4 separate regions of the Mus musculus genome follow, and regions 1, 2 and 4 are each linked to region 3. The links are chromatin contacts, called in public Hi-C and promoter capture Hi-C maps. All regions are on one chromosome and are shown on one strand. Each heading gives the region's core, a stretch centred on a gene start, on an enhancer-like site or on the middle of the called end of the contact. The rest is flanking DNA. Distances are from core to core; before and after follow the strand shown.

Region 1 (5,060 bases), core at 1,184-3,683, 1.1 Mb after region 3:
AACAAAGTAGACTGGTACTGCAGAATGCCCAGGTGATAGAGAAATTAATTAGATCCTGAAGAGGGAAGGAACAAATGTTATCCCCATTCTTCTGGAAACCCAAGAGTTGTCCCATGTCCTCCCTGGCCCATTACCTCGATTGTCTTTTGTCCTGTCTGCGTCCTTCCCTCCAGCCATAGGCCCTTTTCTCTGGCACGTGCGCATCTTCTTGCCAGGAGGAGAGTCGTCTTCTGTTGCTTTGTTGCCATTATCAACTTTCTTGGCTTCATTTAGCACTTATGGCAAGAACAATATACCAAGAATTACTGCACTATGAAGATGATCTAACTTTACTGAAACAACACTGAAGCAAAATAAAAACACAGGAAAATTAGATGGCTATGAAAAGGAAAAGCAGCCCCTCCTATCCCCGAGTCAGGATGAAGCCTCTCTGAAGTTGAGAAGCAAGAAATTCAGCCCAATTAACATTCTATGAAGGCTGCTGATGCAGATCTTCAGATATTTTCATGTTAAAATGACACTGAATTGGGCTGTCGGCCTAAATGAATATGACAATGGGCCTGGTTCATTTCTTTCCCATTTTATGGGAGTCTTAAACAGACCACGAGCATTGTTGACAATGCTGATAACCTAACTCCCTGCATCCCTTATCATCCAGACTTGGACTCTGGAATTCTGTCAGATCTCCTCAGGAACTGTGATCTCATTTAAATTCTTTAACAACTCCTTGAAGAGCCAAAAATCACAAATCTTACATACATGTCTATTCTAAAGACAGTGAAGGGTGATTCTTCTTTGAGAAGCCCACACTCATGTTCTGTGGCGTCTCTCTTCCCAGTCATTCCGTTTCTTTTAACCCTTGTGCTTAAAACATATATTGGCATCTCCTGTAATAAACTTCCAACTTTGGTTCATTTTGCATACTCTTGAAAGTCATTTCTACTTTAAAGGCAAGAATACTAGGTTTGCCTGAGTGGAGGTCTCTGAAAAACTAAGGTTGCTGTCAGAGACAGTAGAGTTGTCTCTGCCCTTGACTGTTAACAAACATAAAACCCAAAACAAACAAAGAAACAAACCCCCAAAGGTTATTGTTTCCTTTTACGTGTATGGGTGTTCTGTCTGTATATGTATGTGTGCCACGTGCATGTCTGGATGTCTGGTGTACCTGGAGGTCTGGGAGGGTGGTTATGACTTGCCATGTGGGATTTTGGAATCAAACTCAGACCCTCTATAAGGGCAACAAGTGTTTTTTTTTTTTTTTGGTTTTGTTTTCTTTTTTTTTTTTTTTTGGTTTTTCGAGACAGGGTTTCTCTGTATAGCCCTGGCTGTCCTGGAGCTCACTTTGTAGACCAGGCTGGCCTCAAACTCAGAAGTCCGCCTGCCTCTGCCTCCCGAGTGCTGGGATTAAAGGCGTGTGCCACCACGCCTGGCTAACAAGTGGTTTTTAACATTGAGCTAACTCTCCAGCTTCTTGACAACCCTCCTCCCCCCACCCCCCTTTTTAAATGACAGGGTCTCTATATAGCCCTGGCTGTCCTGGACCTCACAGAGATCCTCCTGCCTCTGCCTCCCAAGTGCGAGCATTAAAGGTGTGAGCCAACATGCCCACCAGGCTCTCATAATATCCTTTAAAGAAAGAACTTAAAGTAGCTGGAGAGGTGGGTCAGTGATGAAGGAGCTGCCTGATTCTTCCCGAGGCTCTGGGTTTAAGTTCCATCTCTCATATGGCAGACCACAACTGTCAGTAACTCTAGTACGGGGGGTCCAACACTTCCAGGCACATACATGGTGCATATATATATATATATGCAGATAAAATACATAAAGATTAAATAATTTCTAAAGAAATAATTCAACATGCTCTTAATAACTTGCACACCACTCACTGAGCAATACTGCCTAAATTGCTATCCTGATGGGATATTAATAATAGGATAAAATAAGTTTACATAGATCTTTACAGTTCATTACATGGGTCTCATAGCCTTTGGTCTCTAATACCTTCCTTCAAACTAGACCACTTCATCATGGTCATCAGTAAAGTGTTCAACGGTCTGGACTGACCAACTTGCTGCCAGCGTTGCTATTTGGAGCTTTAGAACCTGTAAATTCATTGAACTTTAGTTGCCCGAAATATAAAACCGAGACCACAGACACAGTATACGGTCTACAGACACCAATTCTAAGATTCGAATTTTACTTTCTGAAATCGGATGTATCTTAAAAGGTTGACTACAGCTAATCACTTTACTGTAAGCGCTTATCCGTGACCCGCCTCTTTGGACTGAAGTGTAATATGAAAAAGCGAGAGGCTCCCTGTGACACTGGGCCGAGCATTCAGCCTGCGGACTGAGTTCCCACCTCGCCTTCCAGAGCCTGATCTCTGCCGCCGCGGCGCCATCGCTCTTGAAGGACGACGTCATCATCCCTTGCCCGGATGCGCGGGCTTCTTGTCTAGCACAGGAGCCTGGGGTAGAGCGCATGCAAATTACGCGCTGTGCTTTGTGGGAAATCACCCTAAACGAAAAATTTATTCCTCTTTCGAGCCTTATAGTGGCGGCCGGTCTACATCCTGAAAGTGGGCGGAGGAAGCTCATCAGCGGGGCCACGTGCTGAGTGCGTGTCACTCTTCGGCCCCTGGGAAGGTCTGAGACTTGGGCCTCCCGCGGCCCTAACCGGGCTCTCCCCGAGCGGGGAGGTGAGTTCCCAGAGAGCAGGGCTCTACGCTTGGGCAGACTGGGCAGGAGAAGCCCCGAGTCGGGGCGGATGCCTCCCTCGCCGGAGCGGATGCCTCCCTCGCCGGAGCTTGGAACAGACTCACGGCCAGCAGTGCGAGTTCAATGGCTGAGGTGAGGCACCTCCCGGGCCTCATAACCCAATTCAGACTACTCTCCCCCGCCCTCTTTTTTGATCGAGATCCTTTTGGAGTATTGACTCGAAAGGGTTTTATATATTTACTCTGTGTCTCAGCATTCAGTCAGTCATTCATTCATTTTGAACAGTTGTGACTGTATTGACCACAACCCTCTACTATAAAAAGACCAAGCTTGAGAGTTGTTCAAATATGGATTAAACCATAAAAATATAGAAGGGAGTTTGACAACATTTAGTGAAACATGATATGAACCCCCTCCCACTGTTGGATTTTTGGGGCTATACTTTAGCTATTTGTCTAGCAAAAATAAACGTAGTTCATACCTTCATGTAACTTGTTATTGGGAGAATATATATGTAGACTTATTACAAAACCAAAAAAATGAACCTGTAACTGTAATAAGTACTTAGGAAAAGCACATAGTATCATAATAGAGAAACAGGCTGGGAATTCCTCATGAAGTAAATGAGCAGAGTTGAGCTACAGCGAAGAACACTGAGAAAGGAGAAGCAATTGAGATAGGAGTGGAATAGGGCTCATACCAAGCCCAGCTTTCCTTACAAAGGCGCGAAGCTGTGACTTGACTAGTGTGTGGATGCCTCAGATCGATTAATGACCAAAACTGAAAAATAAAACTTTGATTACCATTTCCCGTCCCTCATCTCCTCCAGGTCTCCATCCAACTAACTCCATGTCCTCTTGAGCTTTCTTTAGAAAACAGGCAATTAAATTAAAAAATAAATAAATAAATAAATAAAAAGCACAAGTGATACGTACACAAACACATACAAACTCATTAAAAAAAAAAAAAAAAAAAAAAGCTGGGTGAGCCAGGCAGTGGTGGCGCACACCTTTAATCCCAGCACTTGGGAGGCAGAGACAGGTGGATTTCTGAGTTCGAGACCAGCCTGGTCTACAAAGTGAGTTCCAGGTCAGCCAGGGCTATACAGAGAAACCCTGTACAAAAAAAAAAAAAACAAAAAAAAAAAAAAACAAAACAAAACCTGGGTGTGGTGGCACACACTTTTAATCCCAATACTTGGGAGGCACAGGGAAGCAGATCTCTGAGTTCAAGGCTAACCTGGTCTAGAGGGTAAATTCCAGGACAGCCCAGGCTATATAGAAAAACTCTCTTGAAAAAAACCGAAAGAATAAAAAGAAAGAAAGAAAAAGCACAAGAGACATACATATATGCTCACTCTAACGGTGTGGGGGGCACGGGCACACGCACACACTCACATACCACACACACACATCCCATATCAGTAGGTGTACAGGGTACCTTCCAGTACTATGAAAATTAGTCAGTAGGGATGAAGGCTCTAGACAGGCACTAGCTCAACTGGTCCATATTCAATGAGGTATGACAGTATCAATGTTTAACAACAGGGCCTTGCCATCAGTTTGCAGAGAGCAAAGGATACTGGGTTCTTTGGGGGTTTCCATGGATCCCTTTTGGCAAACAACTCACTTAGATGTCACCCATCCCTGGTGGTTTCTCTTGGTGGTGACTGGTGTCTAGCTGAGGCTTTCTTTTCATACATGTACATGTTTTAAGAAGCTTCTACAGTAGCAGGCTCCCTTATGGATGACGCATGCTTATTTGTCACTTTCTGAGTCTCTATTCCCATTACCTTTCTTCTCCATCCCCCTCCCCATTTAATCCTCCAGCTCCATTCTCCCCTTGTTTCTCCATAGCTATATATTCTATTTCCCTTCCCTTGGGAGATCCTGTCCTCCCTCCCCTTCCTCATCCCTGACTCTATACCTAACCGTTGTGGTTATAATGGATTGCAGCATGCCTATGGAAGGATTAGAAGCTAACATTCACATATGTATTTGCCTTTTTGGGTCAGGGTTACCTCACTTAGGATGACTTTTCCCCCCAGCTCCATCGGTATATCTGTGATATTCAGAATTTCTTCGTCCTCTTTAGTTTCTCTGTGTAGCCTTGGCTGTCCGGGAACTCACTTTGAAGACCAGTCTGGCCTTGAAGTCAGAAATCCGCCTGCCTCTGCCTCTGCCTCCCAAGTGCTGGGATTAAAGGCGTGCGCCACCACGCCCTACCATCTTCCTTTTCTTTCTTTCCTCTTTCTCCTGCCCTTCCTCTTCTTCTTCCTTTTCCTCCTCTTCCATCTCCTCCTCCACCTCCTTCTTCACTTCTTCACAGACCTGGGGCTCACTC
Region 2 (5,563 bases), core at 3,004-5,503, 1.1 Mb after region 3:
TCGACCTTAGAAGAAGTTGGCTTGCAGTAGGGCGTGTGGCTTCCTGTTTGGTTTCTTGATTGTTAGCTTAGGGCATGGGCATTTCATGAATCTCAGTCTCTACGTTTGTCATTGCTCACACAATCACATTGTTGCACAGATCCTGATTCAGACCAAGCTGTGTTTATGCTCATAGAAGCCTCAGTGTTATGTTTCCCTGGAGCTTTGGATTGATTCTACCGTGTTTATGTTAAATGTGTGCATTGATTTTTCTCTGCTAGTATATTTCTGTAAAAATAATGGTCTTGGAAAATGATGGCCAAAAATGATAGTCTTGGAAAATGGTGGCTTTCCATTAACATGTATTTTAACAGTCATGTATTTTCATTTGTGTTACTTTGTTTTGGAGGTGCACTTATGCCAGTGAATGAATGTGCAATTTGATGCATATGAATTGTTTATATGTAAAAATAATTTATACTGATAAAGTTATTTGTTGATTTCATTGTTATTTGTTTCAAAATAAAACTGCTTCTTTACTTTTTCTTTTTTCTTTTCTTTTTGGCTTTTTGAGACAGGGTTTCTCTGTGTAACCCTGGCTGTCTTGGAACTCACTTTGTAGACCAGGCTGGCCTTGAACTCAGAAGTCTGCCGGCCTCTGCTTCCAAAATGCTGGAATTAAAGGCGTGAGCCACCACCACCCGGCATATTTTTATTTTTAATTATCTGTGTCCCTGTGCACAAGAGTGTGAAGACTTTGGTCTCTAGCATTCTAATTACCTAATCTAAAATGCTGAATAAAGGCCATCTTTATTGAGCTGTACAGCAAATATAGTCATGAGGACCCAAGTGGTGGTGATGTACAACTTTTATCTCAGGAGACAGAGGCAAGCAGATTTCTAAGTTTGAGGCCAGCCTGGTCTACAGAGTGAATTCTAGGACAGCCAGGGCTGCACAGAGAAACCCTGTCTCAAGAACCTATACAAACCAAAAAGGACCAAGTAGCTTTTGCTTAGTCTTCTATGCAAATCTTATAAGGGAGAAAATTGTTTTTCTGGCCTTGCTTACAGAACATTGCTAAGGCTGTGAATTCAGGTGAGCCCGGAGATGCACTGGAGGTCCAGAGTGTAGTAAGACTGACTCTACAGTGTTCTCTTGGTTCAGTCAATTCTGAACAGGTTGACTATAAAGTACGAGTGGTTCCTACTTAGAAATGACCTCAAAGCACATTAACATGGTTACAGATTAGGTGAAAGATTTGTGAAGGTCAACTTTAATCAGAACTTATCAAGCCATTCCTATACTAGTGCTGCTGACTATAAGAAGGTATATTAATGCTTTTAAACAGTTTTTCTTTATCAAGTACTATTTCTGACTTATAGGGTAATTGTGCCTAGTTAGTACATTCAATTAGTGTTCCACTAGAGGGCGAACAGTAACTGGATTCCAAGGGTTTTCCCTCCACATACACCAGTGTGAGACGGAGTTAACCTTTCTAGCTTTGTTTTTGTGGAGACATTATTATTATTATTTTTCAGGCCTGAGCTTACTATGGAGATGGTCAGTGAATTTTGCCAGATAAGGACACTTGGTGACAGTCTGTTTCCAGAGGTTGGGGATGGTGGGGGCAAGACCCACAGTAGCTGTGGGTCTTAAAGGTGGCATCAATGGTGGCCTTGGCAAAGTTGTCCATGGTGGCAAGTACAGCCCCTGGTTGATGGGTAGCAGTTATCAATACTGGCCAGCAATCATGAGCTTCTTGGGGACAGGAGCAGAGACATGCCAGTGCCTCTGGGAGCAGGGATAAGATGCACCAACAGAGACACAGTGACTTGTCATCTTGCATGGCACAGTGTGGGGCTTGCCAGTCTTGCTTCCCTAGTCGCCTTTCTGCACAGGGCAGAAAGCTTGGTTGAGATGATTGCCCCTTGATGGCATTGCCTACCTCCCTGAAGCACCTAACACCAAGACCAATAAGTGAAAATACATATTTTATAGCTAGTAAAAAGATTTTAGATTATAGTTTAAGAAATATTCTTTCTATGAGATTTTTCAATTTTGTTGGAAAAATATAAGGAAATAGGCATCTTGAACAGTTTGAAATATAAGTAGGGTAAATTTGAAAAAAATTTAATTATAAACTGTCAGGAATATTATGTTTCTTAAAAAAGTTAATTTTAATTTGCATGTCAGGCTTTTCATTTTTTATGATTTCTTTTTTTTTTTTTTTACCTTATGTGCATTAGTGTTTTTGCCTGCATGCATGTATGCCTGTGTAAGTGTGTCAGATAGCTTAGAACTGGAATTATAGTCAGTTGTGGTCTGCCATGTGGGTGTTAGGAACTGAACCTGGATCCTCTGGAAAGGCAGCAAGTGCTCTTAACTACTGCACCATCTCGACTGCCCCATTGTGGGCTCTTTTAAAGGCATGAAAAAAAGCAGAGGGAATTGTAGGCTTAGATTTTTTTTTCAAAACGTACTTTAATAAGGGTCCTTAAATTCTTTAACTTCACTTCTAGCCTCCCACCCACCAGAGGTCATGCAAAAGAAAGGTTATTAGGACACGGGAAGTGGACCTGTTTAGTTTAGAAAGAGTTCTTTGGGTGATTCCAATCTTTGTTGTCAGCATTATCAGCAGTTCACTCTACTAGCAAACTACCACACACCAATCAGCAGATGCAGTTCCATCCACTCAGCAGACACCACATACGAGTTCAGCAGCTGTAGCTGGATTCAGAATAAACTGAGAGGCTCTGCTGGGTCGGTGTGGAGTCTGTGGAAATGGCAAGAAGCCGTCGGAATATCATGAGAAGTTCTTGGGTGAGTTACTCTCTGTTAAGATCAGTGAGAAGCAGAGATCAGCAAGGTGGTGCAAGGCCTAGAGCGCTATCAACTGAGACTAGCGAGGTGCAAGATGAGCCAAAGCACAAGCCTTGTCCCACTCACTGTCTGTGGGATCATATTTATATTCTTTCTCAAGTGTCTGCTTCAGCTAAACATCCTCTCACCTGTGTCTGCTTCAGCCAAACATCCTTTCACCTGTCTGCCCCAGCAAAGCATTATGACCTGAGTCTCCAGAAATTTCCACTTCAGGAAATGATCACTTTTTTTCTTTGTCTCTGCTGCACAGTCTTTTTGGAAGCATTTGGAGGTGTTTAATGTCTTTTTGCAGAGATAATTTTTTTAGCAAAGGAATTTTAAAAGTTTTAAGATTGTGGTTGGATGTGGTGATGCCTGTCTGTAATCTCAGGACTTAGAAGGCAGAGACAGGAGGAACTCCTTGAGTTCGAGGTCAGCCTGATCTACATACAGACTTTCAGACAATTGAGGTTACATAGTGAGACCGTGTCTCAAAACTTAAAAACCAGGGGTAACGAATGTCTATAATCCAAGCACTTGGAAGTGGTTGCAGGAAGATCAGGGATTCAAGGTTATTTTTGGCTACATAGCAAGTTCCAGGCCAGCTTGGGATATATCAGACTCTGTCTCAAACAAACAGAAGGTTTAAATTTTTCATTTTTGAATAGGCAATTCATGTTCAAGGTAAAAAATGGAAAATACACTGAGAAGACTTCTCAAGTCACCTGCAGTTCTCAATCCCTGTTTCTCTCTTCAGAGATGGTTTATTACAGAAATAATAAACATGAGAACATTATTAATGTACAGTATGGTGGCATGCCAGCCTCAAACATAGTAGACTTATTAGGATCATACATTAAAAAGCTAAAAATTACACGTGCAGATATCTTCAGTTGGTATATATTCAGACAAGTTCCCTTGCAGGGAGTTCTCTTCCAAATACCACCTGACATGCATACTTTCATAGTCGGCCTTGCTTTCTAAGAGTGATGTAAAAAAGGACAAGAATATACAAAACAAAACAAAAAAATGAATGGAATTAATTTAAGAACATTTTGATTCCAGAATTTGGGAAGGGAATTATAAAACTAGGAAATTTATTTATGAAACCGAAAGTGATCACAAACTCAGCAGGTGTTTGTTATCCCAGTTTGAGGGTTTGTGGCAAAAGTCCAGCCTGGACAACATAGCCACGTTGATCTACGTGGCCAATCTGATCTACTTGGTGGGTGAGATTCTGTCGCAATAAAAAGAAGCAAAACAAAACCCCAAAGCAGTTCTAGGGCATCTTTGAGACACCAAGTTCTGGATTAAGTTGGGTTGTAGCTGTGTCTCTGAGGCGCAGATGGGCCTCCGGAGCCCCAGGGGTCGCTGTGGTTTCAGCGTAGGCATGGCTGAGTCTCTGTGGTTGAAAAGTTGGGGGAGGAGACGCTGAGAGCGGCTGGGATGATGGCTGATGAAGAGGAAGAAGCGAAGCACGTCTTGCAGAAATTGCAGGTGAGGCTGTGAGTTAAAATCTTTTGGCTCCTTGCTCTGAAAGGAGGAAGTGCAGTGGTCAGGGCCCGGGCGGCGGAGTGCGGCGGTTCAGCCGGTGCTGAGGGCTGCTCGGTGGGCGCCCGGAGGGAGTCTGCCCACCGGGTTTCCTCGGTAACAAGTAGCTTTGTACGCGGAGTGGCAGGTGGCTGCCGACTGTTAACCGAGTTGTTTGTGCTCCACAGCAGCAGCCATTTCTTTAGCATCTTTCTGCATTGAACTTGGCCACACTCAGAAATAGACTGCAGAACAGATGCCCTGGTTGTTGGTTTTCGGATTTGTCGAGTTAATCTCTTAACCCCACCCACTCCCCAGGTGACTATTGTGGAAAGGCAGAGAGGAGTTTCCTTCAAGTATGCGTTTTTATTTTTGTTTTTAATAGTTAAGATTTTCTTTAAGCCTCCGAAACTTAGTTTGTGGTCGAAGACATCCTTGCATTTAAACTAGATACACTTCTAGCAATTTTGTTTGTTGTTTTGAATCAGGGTCGCCTGGAACTGGCTTTACAGGCCACGCTGGCCTCGAACTCCTAAAGATCTACTTGTCTCTGCCTCGCAGGTGGTGAGATGAAAGGCCTGAGCCACCAAATCTAACAAAATTTAAAGCATTGATTAGGTTTCTTTGTTTCTTGTGGGAGTTAAAAGAACACTCAGAACATGGACTTTGGTTAACTATTCCTTAGTGGGATTGGCAGAAGTCAGATTTTTAATCCTATCGGCAGCGAGACTTTGGATGCACTTTGTACATTTGTATGCATAGGAAAGAAATACAAAACGTTATGCAGAATGGTGTTGTCCTTGAGGCTATTTGGAGTGGCCGTGAATCACTTCCTGTTTTCACACTTTCCTATTCATTAACAACTCATTTGTGTTGCTGTTGCCACCACAGAAGTTTGTTCAGCAAAATCAAAACGACTAAAACACAACAATAACACTTTCCTTTAACTTTACAGCCATGCTCATTGCATGACAAAAAGAAACTGGCTGTGACTGTTGCTTAGAACTCTCTTAAAAATTCCACAAATTGTGTTCCACAGATCATGTTGACCATTTTATTATTATTATAGAACAGAGTAGAGCATGCTGACTTTATATATGTGCTGAAACCAGTCTCTTCAGGACCTGTTTTTCCTGGGAATAATATACATAAAGTTAAGAAATACTTATAAAGAAGGTGTCAGCTTATTGTTTTT
Region 3 (5,256 bases), core at 2,008-4,507:
TACTGCTCTAGTGTTAGAACTGACATGGCTAAGGGTTAACAAAGTTACTTACCAGGCGACAGAACCAGTGCCAGACCCAAAGTCCATCAACGTCTGTGGCCGAAACTCTGGGATTCGAGCCTGGATCTGAAGGAGATACAGAACACCCCAGAAGGGCTGGTGAGATGGCTCAGTGGGTAAGAGCACCTGACTGCTCTTCCGAAGGTCCAGAGTTCAAATCCCAGCAACCACATGGTGGCTCACAACCATCCATAACGAGATCTGACTCCGCTACAATGTACTTCCATATAATAAATAAATAAATAAATTAAAAAAAAAAAAGAACACCCCAGAAAAGGTGGGCCAGCAGTAAGGGCTTTAGTGAGTATTAGGGGACGCTGACAGAGGTGAGAGGTGAACGCACTTGTGAGATTCAATAGAAAATACTTCCAGGGGGCTGGAGAGATGGCTCAGTGGTTAAGAGCACTGACTGCTCTTTCAGAGGTCCTGAGTTCAATTCCCAGCAACCACATGGCGGCTCACAACCATCTGTAATGGGGTCGGATGCCCTCTTCTGGTGGGTCTGAAGACAGCAACAGTGTACTCACATACAGTAAATGAATTAAAAAAATACTTTCAGATAGGAAACATCTCAGTGATTCTAACCTTTCTTAGGCCACAGGATTGTTTTCAAAGGATAAATAAAACCATTAGTGTGTGCATAACATCCCAAGAACTCCTACCACAGAAGGCTAATTTACAGAAAACAAAACCAATGGCAAAGGGGGCTGGGTTGGATGCTGAGAGACTCTCACCTCATGGAATGCCCTGAAAACTGCAGCAAAACCACCGTCCAATCTGGCTGCCATATAGATCAGACTCAGCTCTTCACTGTAGCTGTCAAACAACAACAACAACAACAAGTCAGAGACTCCCCCCTCCCCCACTTAGGAAATAACCTAGCCCCAGTTACCTTCTAAAGTTTATGAAACAAAAAATCTGAAACGATTCTTCTGGTTAGTCCTTCCACTTTCTAGTACAGAAGACTTCAGGAGGCTTTCTCAAACGCAAAGCTGACTACCTCTTCAGCTCTCCTCACGTGTAACATGCCTTCTTTGTACCCTTTCTGGAAGACCGTACCTGAGTTCCTGCCAATGGTAGGTAGTTTTGCGCAGGGCATGCAGTACTGCCTCACGAAGTTTCTCCTCTGTGGGAGCTGAGTCTAGGGTGAGAAGAACTGGAGGTGAGGACTTAGGAGAACGGCTTAGATCCCGTGAAGTACACGCCTCCCAGCCTTCCCCATTCCTGTCTGAGAAAATGCTCAAAGTCCGAGAAAGGTCAAAACTTCAGGGAAGAGGGATAAGACTGATGACCGCCACCATCACCAGAGTATCAAAGACTTTCCAACACTATCTTGTCTGTATATTATCTACCTAATAGTATCTAGACTATTAGAATAGTAGTTTAGTCAACTTAACCCATCCAAGTTTTGCGTCATAGTGAGCAGAAGCCTGATAAAAATGATTTTTTTTTTTTAAATATTTACTTCTTGTGTGCATATAGGTCCGAGTCAGTTCTCACCTTCACCCATTTGGTAGAAGGTCATCAGGTTTGGTGGTGAGTGCTTTTTTACTCTGTACCATCTCTCCTGTCCATGTGATAAAAATAAAAGCCAGGATAAGGGCACTTTTATAGACTTTTTCACTCTCTGACACTTAGGAGTGAGACATCTTCAATATTACCATAGAAAGGGGCTTGAAAATCCAAGTCTCCGGACTGTGTGGAGCTCTGTACCACTGGGCAAATTTCTACAAACACCTACAGTAGTGGCTTGAATGACAATGGCCCCATTTGCTCCCCAATGGCTCATCCGCTGGAATGCTTGGTCACCAGGGAGTAGCACTACGTGAAAGGATTAGGAGGTGGGCTTTGAGGTTTCAAAAGGCCATGAGAAGCCCAGAGTCTCGCTCTGTTCCTGCAGTTCCCGATGCAGATGCAGAACTCTCAGCTATTTCTTCAGCACCATGCCTGCCTGCATGCTGTCATGCTGACAACCGACTAAACCTCTGAAACTGTAAGCCAGCCCCAGTTAAAAGCTCTCTTTTCTAAGAGTTGCCGTGATTATGGTATCTCTTCAACAATAGAACACTAAGACACTACCCTGAACCAGGTACTGTGGGACGTGCAGGGAATACAAGAATAAAAGGCAAATTTACAATATGAAGTCCATAGTCTTAAAAATAATCTGAAATGTAATAATTTTCTATCCGAGGTGGGGTTTCGTGTTTACTGAACTGCCTGCCATATGGCCTTTACTTACCTGAATCAAAATATAGTCATAATCTCTTTGACTTGCAGCGGTGGAGGGGAAATTTTTTATAAAAAAACCCGAAAGACCAAAACTTCTGACCTTTACCCAATCTCCAAGGGCAACCTCTGGCCCAACCTACCTTCTTAGCAGGGCATCATCTAGTAGGGCTGTTACTACAGCATCAAATGAGAAACAGCAGTATTTATCTGAGAGATTTAAATTATTCTTTGATCCTAATTTCTCGTTGACATTTTAATCTGGTTTGCCTTTTAGTTTTAAGCCCTACCTTGTTTTTCCAGGAATTTTTTCTCAAGATACGCAGCCCGTCTTTGCAACTCCTCCGGCTCTACAGGTAAATGTCGGCTCCAGAGATAGTTGGTGAGTGCTTGCACCTGCTTCTCTACACTGCGCATGGGTCTCTCTGTGGTCACAGATGGAAAGGGTCATCGCTGCGTGCTGGCCTCGTTTGGTTTTATCTGGCTTCCCCTTCCCGCAGTTTCTCACCAAAAAGCATTAACTGTGCGGCGTCAGCCAGTGCTTGCGGCAGCTGGACGTGCGGAAGATGCAGGATGCCGGGATGCTTTCGATGGGGCTTCTTCCCCAGGAAATCCGACCCGTTGTCTACCTGGGACACACCGGGCACAAGGGCGGCGTATGCCTGCAGACAGCGAAAGAAACAGAATGGTTGCAGGTGCTTGCTGCCCGAGGCATCGCCGAGGTCGCTCCTCCTCCGAGAGATGTCTCTGGAAACCCAGTTCTCCGCCAGCAGAGGAAGATGCACTTACTCGGGACTGGGGTCCTCGAAGGCTGCGGCAGGATCTGCAGAACAGCAGCAGAAATCTCGGTGTCCTGGCGGTGGCCATGGCTTCAGGACACACCGGAAACGGAAGTACACATGCCTGTAACCCTCAGCCCAAGCAGCTAAGAGCATCTTCCGTGGAACTTCGACCCGGACGGTATCAACTAATGAGAAGAGGGAGTATTTGCTAACAGCCAATAAGCGACCTTATGTACCTTATGTACGTCTCTGCGAAGAAGGCCGTTCGTGGGAGGGGCTTAGCCTTCAGAAGGGGCGTGGTCTCAATGCTGAGCGTGGCTGCGGGCGAGACCAACCCGGCTTGGGCGTGTTTTGTGATGGGGAGGGATCAGTCTCACGGGTTAGGGGGGGCTAGTGGGGTAGGAGGGAGAGGGGTTGGGGGAGTAGGGAGATGGGGGCGGCGTGGAGGGGGAAGCAGTCTCACTGGGGTGGGGAGATAGAAGGGGACGTGGGGGGGTGGTAGGGAGTGGGACTTGGGAGGACAGAGGCGGGGGCAGGGCTGGGCGGGGGTGGGGGCAGGAGTGGGGCTGAGAGTGGGGTAGGCAGGTGAAAAGGAAAGTGTGGACTTTCTTTGTTTTCATTTGGTGCTGTAGAATTCTGAACCGTGGCTAGTTTCCCTTTGTGAGACGGGACAAGACCATAACAAAAATCAGATTTAGGCAGTCAACGATGAGCGCTAATAACTATTACAGTTTGCAAATTAATAAATATAAAAATTAGCTTACTTTTTTTTCACATTTGTTGTCTGCGAGTTTGCTCCAGGTTTTCTATCAAGAGCTTCCCACGTAGCACACCGAATTCCCGCCATCTTATTTCCACAAACATCTGTTGCTAACTTAATTTTTCACGTGGTTAATTTACCCAAGTTCATGAACTTAATAGGTGATAGCTGAATTAAGTGCTAGGGAGTCGAAAGTCAGAGTTACATTTTTAAACAATGCACCGTACTGGGTATTGTTGGTCCTTGAAATGCAAATGGAGAATTTTAAGCTAAATGTTCGAAGGGTTAATCAGTGTGTGTGTGGGGAAACAACAACAACAACAACAAAACCCCCCAAAACCTGGGGCTGGAGAGATGGCTCAGCGGTTAAGAGCACTGATTGCTCTTCTAGAGGTTCTGAGTTTAAATCCTAGCAATCACATGGTGGCTCACAACCATCTGTAAGGGGATTTGATGCCCTCTTCTGGCCTGTGGATGTATATGCAGCAGAGCACTCATACATCTTTAAAAAAAAAAAAAAAAAAGACTCATGGACCTGTAAATTCTTGGGTCCCGGCAGCAGTACTTTACCCAGCTGTGGTTTCCTCTTTAGCCTCTTGGGGGCAGAAGTTAGCTGACAGGACGAAGAGTACTCTATAGTCTTCAGTCCAATTAGAAAAGTTACAGGACCATATATGGGTATCTGTGTGAGCTGGATTCTTAGATGCTTGGTTTGTCTTATGTGGGTAGTAGAGGTTTGATTTTATCCAATGACTCTCTGGAGACTCGAGGGAGTGTGTATGTACGACAGCTGTGGAAAAGGTGTTACCTACTGCAGTCTTTTGAAAGTTTGCTTCGCCCTCCCCCCTTCCTCCCCCTCCCCTCCCACTCCCGCGCGCGCGCGCACAGACACAGACACACACACACACACACACACACACACACACACACACACACACACACACACACACACACACACACACACACACATAGAGCCCTGGTTGGCTGGCCTGGAACTCAATATGTAGATCCACCAACCTCTGTCACTCAAGTGGTTAGTTTGAAGGCCTGTGCCACCAATGCCCAGCCTATACTTTGCAGTTGTTATACTTTATTATTATTTTTCATGTTAAATTACTGGCTTGTGCTGAAACAATAAAATATCTCTGCCACTTACAGATCTGCCCTGATAGATTGATTGGGTTGATGTTGTTGTTGTTTTTGTGGGCAGGTGTCAGAGTATAGGATATGTATAACCTTCTAGGGTCTGGCATTTGGTGGTCAGTTGATTCTGGAGCAGTGACAGTTGATGCCTTTAAAGCCTTGTTATAATGATTAAATGTGATAATGTCTGGATCAAAGTAAACCGACAAACTTATGTTACTATTTTTATATGTACTTTGGCAATTCGAAGAGACATGACTTTATATTTAAATTGTTATACTTCAT
Region 4 (5,265 bases), core at 388-2,887, 1.0 Mb after region 3:
AATTTTTAGCATTTAATATTTAGTAGGTGGGACTTAAGAGTGCTAGACCCTTAGTAACTGTGCAGAGCACTTCTACAGTGAGGGGCATTCTTGTGCTTACAACTTTGAATGATTCTGCCAGTCATTCATGCACATTAAAAATCCATGGGGCTATGAGATGGTGGCATGCATTTTAATCCTAGCACCCAGGAAGCAGAGGCAGGCAGATCTCTGAGTTAAAGGCCAGCCTCGTCTACAGACTGAGTTCCAGGATAGCCAGGGCTACACAGAGAAATCCTGTCTCGGAACTACAACAAAATCTATTAAAATTACTATTTATCTTTAGGGGTTTTTCATTTTTATATTTATTTATTTACTCACTTACTTATTTTATGGAGGCAAATGCTCCCTAAGGAATCTGGCTTGAACTTGAGATCCTTCTGCTTCAGCCTTTAAAATCTCTGGAATTATAAGGGTATATTACCTGGCTAGTAGTAATTTACATACAAAACAGACCTCCACCCACACACTCCACTTTGTATTTATGAGTTTTGCCTCTATGTATGTCTGTGCACCACCTTCATGCCAAGTGCTCTTGGAGTTTAGAAGAGGTCACCATGGGTAATTAGAGTTACCAATGGTTGTGAGGCATGATGTGGGTGCTGGGTACTGAACCTAGGCCTTCTGCAAAAACAGATTCTCTTCATTTCTGAGCCATTAGAGGGCAGCCTGGTCTACATAGTGAGCTGCAGGCCAGCTGGGGTTATATAGATAGACCTTGTCTAAAAATAAAAGCCCAAATCCCCAAAATCAAAATTTAAAAAAATTTGTTGCTGGGCGTGGTGGTTGGTGGTGGGGTATGCCTTTAAATCCCAGGAGATGGGAGGCAGGGGCAGGCGGATCTCTGTGAGTCAGAAGCCAGCCTGGTCTAAACAGTGAGTTCCAGGACATCCAGGGTTACATAGAGAGACCCTGTCTGAAAAAGAAAGAAACAATCAAAAGGGTTTGGTTTATTATCTCAGGTAGTTTGTCGCAGTAACAAAAAGATAACATAATGAACTCAAATAGCATGAGTAGAGTTAACTCTTTGATCTTCCTGCCAGAGCCTTCTAAGTACTAGGATTACATGTGTGTGCCACCATTCTGAATCATATTTTCAGAGGTTTTCAGTCAAGGATCTCTTGACCCTCTTGCTTTGGCCTGTGGCAAAGCAGTTCACGGATGGGGTGGAGTGGGATTGAGTGGGGTGGCGACAGACGAAACTGTTTACTTTCATGGTGGATGAAAGGAAGCAAAAGGGAGAGAAGGGGCCTGACTTTCAAAGGTCAGCCAAGGGCACACTCTCAGCGATCTTTCTTTCTAAACGTTTCACCACCTCCCAACAGCTGCCCAAGGCTGGCATGATTTTAGCACATAAGCCTCTGGGGTATTTTCAGGATACATAATAGCATCAGAGCATGATTGTATTGGGTGGAAATACAACTCGGTTGGTAAAGTTGGCCTAGCCGGAAGTATAAATCCCTAAACTGTGCAAATCAAACCGGGTGTGGTTAGCACAACCCTATAATCCCGGCATTTGCGATATCCTACACGCGGCAGCCCCGCCCTCAGCCCCGCCCTGCCCCCAGCCCCGCCCCTCCCTCGCCCAGCCTCACCCCTTGGCCTCACTAGGGTGTTGGTTTTCTTTCAGTTCTCTGCTTCCAACCAGTCCACTGGCTGACCCAGGCCGGTTTCTGCTCCCCGTTGCGGAGAACCAACGCGCCTCTCATTGCGCACAGCTTTTCCAATCCTGAGCGCAGGTAGAGCCCTGGCCGAGACCTGTGTCAGCTGGACTCCCGGAAGGACCTCTGGGCGAGCGTGGTGCAGCCGCTTAGTCCTTCCGGGCGGCTGGCAGGGAGGTGGGGTGGCCTTAGTGGGGCGGAGGGATAGATGCTCAGAGAGAATGGGTTCCTTTTGCCTTAAAGAATCCTAGGAGGGAGTGACTGTAACAAATGAAGAGTGTTGTGATCACTTTTGGCAACAGAAACTCACTAGACTGACACGTTTAACAGTAATGGACACTAAGGTGCCAACGCGGTAGGCCTCCACGACTTCCTAAGAAAAGAATAGCGTCTGAAGTATGGCTTCAGGTGCAAGGCCAAAGAAAAGGGACCGGGGTAGGAGTGGAGGCAGGTATACATACAAACTAGTGTATACACAGAATGTCAGTATAAAACTATCAATACCAGTTATCTCTGGAACTTGGGGAAGAACTTTTAAGCTTTCAGAAGTTAATCAGAATCTCTATAAACTCCAGAGAGGAAAAAAATTACATGTCTTTATTTCTCTGTTAACTTAAAATTTTAATTGAGAACTTGTTTTTCACTCTTGGATTATGCCAGATGTGGCTGTGTATGTCTTAATCCTAGCACTGGGGAGGCAGAGGCAGGTGGCTCTCTGTGAGTTGGAATCTGTATAGTAGTTCCAGGTCAGTCAGACCTTTTTAGTGAGACCTTGTTTCAATACATACATACATACATACATACATACATACATACATACATATTGGATTAATTCTGAAATTCCTTATTACTCGTTGGGTGTGTATATGTGTGTATGTGTTTGTTTGTGTGTGCAAGAGTATGTGCATATGCGGATATATATACGGGTATGTGGAGACTAGAACTCCACACCAGGTGTCTTATTCTATTGCTTCTCGAGTTACTTTTGGTAGGCTGGCTGGCCAGCTTGATGTAAGAATCTGCCTGCCTTTCAGTGTTGGGATTACAGTCATAGACTACTGAGCCTTACTGTCATCTAGATGTTTTATCAACTGACCTATCTTTCTAGCTTCCCACCTTTTTTTTTTTTTTTTTTTTGGACAAAGTCTCCTATATTCCAGGGTGATTTTGATCTTTTAACTTGCTATGTAGCCAAGGATGACCTTTGAACTCCTAACCCTTCTGCCTCGGCCTCAAGTGCTGGGAGTGCAGGTGTATGCCAGCCCAGCCCTCACTACTTTTTTTTTTTCCTTGTAGTACAGGGACATGAGAGGAATAGCAAGACACATTTTCTTTTGAGAAAGAGAGTGTCAGTGCTCACGTGGACCTGGAATTTGCTATGTAGCCCAGGCTGGCCTCCATGTTCTTATGGTCTCCTTTTCAGCTGTGATTCTAGACAGGTCACCGCTATGCCATGCCAGGCTTCTCTCTAAGCTTTTGCTTTCCCTTTTCCCCCCTGTCCCCTTAGAATTACGCCTGGATAAATCTAAAAGGGGGGGGGGCAGCAAGATGGTTAAAAGTGATGGCTGTACAACACTGCAATACCGACCACTGGAGTTCAATCCCCACATCCCACTGTAGGGGGAGAGAACCAACTCCCAAGGATTGTCCTCCAGCCTCACACATGCTGTGACACGCATGGCCAAACTTATAGACACACCTGTCTTCCCCTCTCCCTCTCTCAATACACACACACACACACACACACACACACACACACACACACACACACACGATAATAATAATAACAATAACATAATTTTAAGAAGTAGAAATATTTGTTTGTTGCCTATCACTGGCACAAACAGATGAGTATGGAGTTGATATGTTTCTAGTGCATCTCATTACCTGTTTTTTTTCTTCTAGGCATATGTTGATTGTTCTTCAGCTATGGAGAAGCTCTGTGGGCATGTGCCTGGCCATTCAGACATCCTCTCCTTGAAGAACCGGTGCCTGACCATGCTCCCTGACCTCCAGCCCCTGGAGAAAATACATGGACATAGATCTGTCCACTCAGACATCCTTTCCTTGGAGAACCAGTGTCTGACCATGCTCTCTGACCTCCAGCCCACGGAGAGAATAGATGGGCATATATCTGTCCACCCAGACATCCTCTCCTTGGAGAATCGGTGCCTGACCATGCTCCCTGACCTCCAGCCTCTGGAGAAGCTATGTGGACATATGTCTAGTCATCCAGACGTCCTTTCTTTGGAAAACCAATGTCTAGCTACTCTCCCCACTGTAAAGAGCACTGCATTGACCAGCCCCTTGCTCCAGGGTCTTCACATATCTCATACGGCACAAGCTGATCTGCATAGCCTGAAAACTAGCAACTGCCTGCTCCCTGAGCTTCCTACCAAGAAGACTCCATGTTTCTCTGAGGAACTAGACCTTCCACCTGGACCCAGGGCCCTGAAATCCATGTCTGCTACAGCTCAAGTCCAGGAAGTAGCCTTGGTATTTGCTTTTGGGTGCTCATCTTGACTCTAGCCTTTTTTTTTGCTATATGTTCTGTTAGTAGATTGATTTCAGTGCCTTAGTTTCCACCTCTGATGATCTGTGTCTGGGGACCTTCTTTTCTCGGCATTTTTGGTATCAGCCTTTTGGGTTTTTTTGGATAGTTCTAGGAATTGAACCCAGAGGCATGCACATGGTAGGTAGGCACTCTATTACTGAGTCTCTCATGACCTTTCTGAAGTACTCTTTACCTCAGGGCTGTTTTCATTGGCATCTTTATTCTTATCAAATATCTAGTGATTCTGGGTAATAGATCTTGCCTCTAGAAAGCCTCTGATCAAGAAGAAATCCAACATGATTATCATAACAAAGTTGTGCCTCAAAGGATGGCTTTGAGGTTAGACATGCTGATCTGTCTGTATCTGAGATCACTTCCTTGAATGCTCCTGTGTTTACACATGTAAGCACATTTAGTTCATAGATCAGAATTAGCAGACAGGACTGCATTTCCTCTGTGGATACGTGGGGAAAAGTTAACCTGAACTTATTGTATCTTAGCTAACTATAAAGTATATAGTATACAGTTTGCCTTAGGCAAAGCTAATATTCCCCCTGGAGCTTTGAGTTCCTCATCTTTCAAATCAAGTCAGTGAAAAATGTGCTTCACAAGGTTCTGGTCCAAAGTACAGCTGCTATTGCCCTTACGTGATTTGCAGTTTGTAGAGTCAGACATACCTTAGTCCACCAAATCTTTCAACAGCCCTCTCAGGGAGGTGATAGTGAATGAAGAAGCTTGGGGCTTCTGGGGAATAGACTTGGGGCTTGGCATTCTTCTGACTCAGAAAGCACCATAATGAGTTTAGAAGGTATGTGAGATGCCCCCGGCTCCCAGACTTGCAGTCATGAAATGGCAGCGGGGAAGACCACAGAGCATCTGAGAAAAAACCCAGAAGGCTGGGTAGAGAAAAGGTAGTGTGATAAAGAGCACCAAGCTGGGGTAAAGGGAGAGGGTTTATTAGTTTAGAGATTTGGACCTTTCATATTTCTAAGAGATACTTTCCTACCCCTC

Evidence for each region. Promoter capture Hi-C pulls out the DNA fragments that hold promoters and counts their contacts. Hi-C and Micro-C count contacts between places; a contact is called where the count stands out from the background.
Region 1: a promoter capture Hi-C map of liver shows a contact between it and region 3, with 4 times the contacts expected there. The contact joins the promoter of Parp2 here to the promoter of Mettl17 in region 3. A contact is called at or near these places in 3 of 39 promoter capture datasets (hippocampal neurons, liver and pre-B cells), 1 of 484 Hi-C or Micro-C datasets (CD8 T cells), 3 of 115 datasets of contacts at active chromatin or transcription factors (astrocytes, forebrain and large pre-B cells) and 2 of 9 other capture datasets (adipose tissue and liver).
Region 2: a contact with region 3 is called in a Hi-C map of B cells, with 7 read pairs. The contact joins the promoter of Ttc5 here to the promoter of Mettl17 in region 3. A contact is called at or near these places in 3 of 39 promoter capture datasets (cranial neural crest, frontonasal cranial neural crest and hippocampal neurons), 1 of 484 Hi-C or Micro-C datasets (B cells), 2 of 115 datasets of contacts at active chromatin or transcription factors (astrocytes and large pre-B cells) and 1 of 9 other capture datasets (adipose tissue).
Region 4: a contact with region 3 is called in a promoter capture Hi-C map of liver, with 2.7 times the contacts expected there. The contact joins the promoter of Tep1 here to the promoter of Mettl17 in region 3. A contact is called at or near these places in 5 of 39 promoter capture datasets (cranial neural crest, hippocampal neurons, liver and 1 more) and 1 of 484 Hi-C or Micro-C datasets (B cells).

Annotation. Positions count from the first base shown.
Region 1 is chr14:50,805,289-50,810,348 of GRCm38.p6, reverse strand. Parp2 (poly (ADP-ribose) polymerase family, member 2) reads right to left here and starts at 2,433. Exons shown (of 16, transcript NM_009632.3): 1 at 2,362-2,433; 2 at 135-275. The coding sequence starts at 2,401. It also overlaps Rpph1.
Region 2 is chr14:50,784,210-50,789,772 of GRCm38.p6, reverse strand. Ttc5 (tetratricopeptide repeat domain 5) reads left to right here and starts at 4,253. Exons shown (of 10, transcript NM_001080949.2): 1 at 4,253-4,335. The coding sequence starts at 4,285. Ccnb1ip1 (cyclin B1 interacting protein 1) reads left to right here. Exons shown (of 4, transcript NM_001111119.1): 4 at 1-524.
Region 3 is chr14:51,882,843-51,888,098 of GRCm38.p6, reverse strand. Mettl17 (methyltransferase like 17) reads right to left here and starts at 3,257. Exons shown (of 14, transcript NM_001029990.1): 1 at 3,076-3,257; 2 at 2,795-2,948; 3 at 2,577-2,711; 4 at 1,120-1,201; 5 at 795-876; 6 at 53-126. The coding sequence starts at 3,153.
Region 4 is chr14:50,866,926-50,872,190 of GRCm38.p6, reverse strand. Tep1 (telomerase associated protein 1) reads left to right here and starts at 1,637. Exons shown (of 55, transcript NM_009351.2): 1 at 1,637-1,778; 2 at 3,606-4,196. The coding sequence starts at 3,630. Gm26782 (a long non-coding RNA gene) reads right to left here and starts at 1,895. Exons shown (of 3, transcript XR_874615.2): 1 at 1,635-1,895.